Linked DNA regions of Pan troglodytes: region 2 is linked to region 1. The links are chromatin contacts, called in public Hi-C maps. All regions are on one chromosome and are shown on one strand. Each heading gives the region's core, a stretch centred on a gene start, on an enhancer-like site or on the middle of the called end of the contact. The rest is flanking DNA. Distances are from core to core; before and after follow the strand shown.

Region 1 (2,700 bases), core at 81-2,580:
ATGGAACTTTCCCTTAAAATGTGTTAGCTAGGACATTTCACAAATTAAACTGCTATGTGAAATAAATTATCTGGCATGTAATTTTTGTTCACTATTTTAACATAGAGTTTCTTGTATTACACAAAGATAAATACAGTACAGTTGACAGGCTCAAAGCATGCATGATCATTCTTAGGCATACCTCTTTTTTTAAGTGCAACAGAAGTTTCTCCATTATTTTATTTAAAGTTAAAGGATCATTTGAGAATAAAGGAGATGGGATTTTTCCTCTAGAAGCACAATCTGAAAAATTTCTGAATTAGAACAGCACATTAAATACTTAACATTAAGGGAAACTAAGGAGGAGAGATATATATATATGAAATTTCTCTGAAATGCAACCAAAGTAAAATTTAGTTAGCTAAAAATTTTTCATTTAACTCCTAGTCATATCTATTATACCCCGCCTAATTTACAGACAGCCAGTCATCATTCCCATAATCATATACAACAGAAAGTTGACAGGATAATTAAAAGACTAAAAAAGTCTGTCTGAACCATGAGCTTCCTACTGTTAATTCAGGAGTTTAATTCTGAGGGGGTTATAAGAGAAGCTTTGTTGCTTCTTATATAGTCAATTTTTTTTCTTTGTAGAAACAAGAATAATATCACTTTTTAAGAATCAAGATAATATTGAATGTGCAGCCTAACAGGTCAGAGAGATCATCTAAAAGGCAGTTAAGTTAAAAAAAAATTATTTGCTGGTAGGTCACCTTTTCTGACATGCCAGTAACTCTTAACCACGTTCTTAAGCTGATGATGTTCAAGTGGACTTCATTATTTATAGAAGAAATGATATAATATCTGAAATGTACTTTAAATCTGGTAAAGCAAACAATAGAAAAGTAGAAGAATTGATGAAATAAGTTTGAAAAAAATACTGAAGATTATTGAGCCGGGAGACGTGTACTTAGAGGTTTAGTATATTATTTCTTCTATTTTTGTGCATATTTGAAAAATAACCAAAAAAGTTAAGTTGAAACTAAAAATAAAACACTGGATCTTGATTAGATTTATCCAAATTGCTACATTTGTATGAAAGACAAGATGAGCAGAGGTCCTCTATACATTGCTTTCAAATTTCCGAAATATTTAGAAATCCAAAAGGGTTTAAGACTCTGGGACTGTAAGAAAAGAACATGGTTGAGAAGTTTATACCAAAAGAATGGCCTAAAAGAGATCTAACAATACAGGGATCTTTGATTTATCATTCAAATGTATTCTGGTTAGTGCTGTGTAGAACAATACTCTCTCAGCAAGTAGCCATAAGCACATGAATTTTCTTGCCATTCAGCAAGAGTGAGAGAATTCACTTTCTTCCTTGATGAAACTGCAGTCAATAGGGTAAGGAAAGGACTGGTTTCCCTCCACACAAAGTTGAATGAACTACAGGAAAAATAAAAGTTTACTGTATATATAAATAGTATATAATACTAACAAATACAGATAAATGGGCATTACTGACTAAACCATTCTTAATTATTGGATTAATAGAAGAACAAAAAGTGGAGTATGCTGCCTAGTGGAAATTTGATTAGGTTCAAGTAAGTTAACTGGGCCACATTTCCAGAGGGGGTGGAACATTAAATGGAATGCTATAAACAGGACTATACTAAGGTAAATGCTGCCGTACCCTAAAAAGGCTGAGCCATCTCTACTGATAGTTAGATTATAAACTGACTCCATGGTGGAAGAGGGGTACTGCTAATGTTTGCGATGTGGTATTCTCATATGCACTAGACACTCTTTAGACCTTTGGAAATGTATTCTTGAAATGCTTGGGGCTGAAAAGATAATCCCAGTTTGGAGCTACAGGAGAAAGTGCAAGCTACAGTTTCTGAAAAAGATATCCAGTCTTTCCCCAGACATTGAAGTGAGATGCCTTGATTGAGGTGACACAGAAAAAAAAAACAACTAAAGGAGCGAAGCAGCATTTATATACTTTTTTTCTCTGAAAGAAAAAGTAGAAGTAATTTATCAGAATTGTTATTTTGCGAGATCAAGAGATTGACTTGATTTTGGAGAAGGATTTAAACTTAAATTTAATAAGGTCAGAAACATTGTGATTTTATATTGTTTACATTGTATTATTTGAGCTATTATATCATCTCTGTTCGTGGTATAATCTTGTCAGGTGAGTTTGGTTGGGCAAGTAATCCTGTTCAACATAATCCAACAAAAGAAACAAAGCAGAGAAGCATTTACACTACTGCCTTGGATTTTTTTTTTTTTTTGACAGGGTCTCACTCTGTCGCCCAGGCTGGAGTACAGTGGCGCAATGAGAGCTCATTACAGTCTCAACCTCCCAGGCTCAACCAATCCTCTTGCCTCAGCCTCCCAAGTAGTTGGGTCTACAAGCATGCATCACCATAGCCCAGCTATTTTTTGACATTTTGTAGAGAAAAGGTCTCACTATATTATATTGCCCATGGTGGTCTTGAACTCCTGAGCTCAAGCAATACTTCCACCTCGGGCTCCCAAAGTGTTAAGATTCAGGCGTGTGCTACCAGGTCCAGCCATCTGCCTTGGAATTAACATAATTAATTTAGCCCATCGCCATTCACTTAAAAGTCTTCCGGAGGTAACATCAAACAAACAGCAATAAAAAAGGGACTAGTGGAGCCCTGGAGGAGCCGAACTTCCTATCTCATGGGTCACAGT
Region 2 (2,700 bases), core at 148-2,647, 860 kb after region 1:
CCTCAGAAAAATCTATATTTTACATGAGAAAAGAGGAAGTAAAGGAAAAAGCCAACTTTGTATTGTCTCAAGCTCAGTAAATCGACATTTTACATAAGATAAACATGAAAAGAGAGTAGAAGAAATGAGGCTATGACATGGGGTTGTGATATTATAGCTATTGATTTGGCAACAAAAGGAAAACTGTATGATGCCTCAGATCCCAAGTTTAACTTTCCCTTTTGCACAGTGAGTTTGGGGTTCCAAGATTCTATTTTTCTTAAGATCTTTAAACCAAATTAGTTGTAATTTTGTCTTTTGACAGATTATCATCACTATGTCTGAAAGTATATTCCACTGTAGCTGGATATGGCTCTCAAAGACAAATAACTAAAATCTAACCTCATAAAGGGGACAGTCTTACTTGTACACTATTTACGCAAATTAATATGTTTAATTTAAAAAACACTAACTCGCCAGACGCAGTGGCTCACGCCTGTAATCCCAACACTTCAGGAGGCCGAGGCAGGTAGATCACAAGGTCAGGAGATGGAGACCATTCTGGCTAACACAGTGAAACCCCATCTCTACTAAAAAATACAAAAAATTAGCCAGGCGTGGTGGCAGGGATCTGTAGTCCCAGCTACTCGGGAGGCTGAGGCAGGAGAATAGCGGGAACCCAGGAGGCAGAGGTTGCAGTGAGCTGAGATCGTGCCACAGCACTCCAGCCTGGGCAAAAGAGCAAGAGTCCGTCTCAAAAACAAAAACAAAAACAAAAACAAAAAAAAACACTAACTCTGCAATTGGCATTGCCTTTAAGCTGTCCAGGACTCTTGTAATATATTGTCAGTGGATCTAAATACACATCCCTAATGTAAATAATTTTCCTGAAAGAATAATGTAACTAACACTTTACCACATAGCAAGATTTTAAAATAGTAATACTGAGAAAAGAAAATAACTTTGAGGAATGTGAGTCCTTTTAAATTATGAGGCCCAGAGAGACATTAAAATGAGACAGCAGGCAAGTCCTACTGTTAAGGACAAACTGCCCCAAGAAAGCTTCTTGGTGCTGCCCACCCTTCCCCCAAACCTCTCTACATTTCTAAGCCCTTGTCTAGGCACCACGGTGAAGCCAGCAGACTTCACTTATCAGACCTTGCTGCGATAAGCAAACCCCAATTACAAACCATCCAGACCCCACAGGGGGAGGTCGTAGGAAGCATAAACAAACGTTACCTACACCCTCCTGTAATAAACATCACAAGGTGACATGTGGCAAAATTAACCAGCAAACAACCCCGGGATGCAGCCATATCAAAGAACTCCCTCAAACTCCCCTCCCCAATATAAACCCCTCATTCCATAAGCTTGGTGCTGCCTCCTCTGTCTGTGATGGAGCAGCCGGCAGGTTAGTAAACTTCCTCGCCTGACCTCAGGTCTCCCTCTCGTCCTTTCTCTCTGCTAACCTTACATTACGGTGCCGAAACCCAGGAAGCAGATAGACTCTGGCAGGCACTCACTCTCACTCTCTCTCTCTCCCCCTCCCTCCCTCCCCTAACACCCCTCTCCCTGCCAATCTCCCTTTCCCCAAACCTGCCAAAGACCCAGAGAATCTCCTACACTCTCCCATTGCTAGTGACTTCATCCACCATCAACGCATCAAAGCCTCCACCAGGGTGAGTGAAGAGACTGTTGCCTTGCCCCCGGAACCCTTGACCGTCTGTCTCTCCATTTCTGAAAGACCCAGCACTCGGCCAAGGGCTTCCTCCGGCCTCCACGCCTCTGGTTCCTCTGTTTGAGGGACACCTGACACAGCAGTTACCTCCTCTATTCCAGACAAGCTCCATGGGAAAAGGGACGCCCTCTCCTGTAGTCTTCGTCACCGACAGTCTCTTCTTCCTCTACCCACCGCTCCTCCATTCCGTGATCTCAATGCTCTCGGCCTCCGTTCAGAGATCTAAGAGGCTTATCTTTCACTGCAATACTGCATCGCCCCAATACCAATTGGACAATGGCTCCCAATAGCCTGAAACGGGACTTTACAACTTTTGCCATAGCAATAGGAAATGGTCTGAGATTCCTTATGTTCAGGCTTTCTTCACTCACTGTAACTGCCCTTCCCTCTGTCAGTCTCGTTCTACTTTCCAAATTCTCCTCACCCGCTCCAAACCAGACTCACCTCCTGTTTCCCTCACCCCAACAGCCCTAGCCGACGACTTCTCCTTTGATCTGGCCGATTTCTCCCCTCCTCCACAACATCCTAATCCTCCGCCGAACAGCATGACCCCCCACCATATGCCTCTGCTCCACTCTACCTCTCTCTTCCCCCTCTCTCCAACCATCCCGCCTCCGACTCTGAGTCCTCCCTATCACCACCCCTTACTCATTCTCAAGCCCAACACGCCCAGCAGCCCACTCCCTTGCTTCCTCCTATTTTTCTCCTGTCCACTTCTCCCTCAGAGAGAGATTCTGTATAGTTGGCTAAGGAAATCAGAAATTTAATCAAACCTTACCAGAGGTAAGAGTGGGTGGCTCCATATGGTCTCCTCACCTGTAAGTAAACCCACCTGAAACACTGCAGAGTGACATGGTTTGGCAGCTACAATGAAACAGTTCATGCTTCACACTATTAAAGAAATTATCTTTCTAGACTGGGCGTTGTGGCTCACACCTGTAATCCCAGCACTTTGGAAGGCCATGGCGGGTGGATGGCTTGAG

Evidence for each region. A called contact is a pair of places that touch in the nucleus more often than the background predicts.
Region 2: a Hi-C map of induced pluripotent stem cells shows a contact between it and region 1, with 2.0 times the contacts expected there. The contact joins two enhancer-like sites. A contact is called at or near these places in 2 of 7 Hi-C or Micro-C datasets (induced pluripotent stem cells and stem cell-derived neural progenitor cells).

What each region holds. Positions count from the first base shown.
Region 1 is chr12:59,934,516-59,937,215 of NHGRI_mPanTro3-v2.0_pri, forward strand. The region is part of intron 5 of EHBP1 (EH domain binding protein 1); the gene reads right to left. Among named protein-coding and RNA genes, the nearest start is that of EHBP1, 110 kb to the right of the region's middle. Within about 2 kb of position 1,331, at least 1 of the 24 cell types and tissues checked has an H3K27ac peak or open chromatin away from gene starts, as enhancers often do. A contact at or near this core is called in induced pluripotent stem cells, where this site is marked.
Region 2 is chr12:60,790,149-60,792,848 of NHGRI_mPanTro3-v2.0_pri, forward strand. All of the region lies in intron 1 of COMMD1 (copper metabolism domain containing 1), which reads right to left. Among named protein-coding and RNA genes, the nearest start is that of COMMD1, 37 kb to the right of the region's middle. Within about 2 kb of position 1,398, at least 3 of the 24 cell types and tissues checked have an H3K27ac peak or open chromatin away from gene starts, as enhancers often do. A contact at or near this core is called in induced pluripotent stem cells, where this site is marked.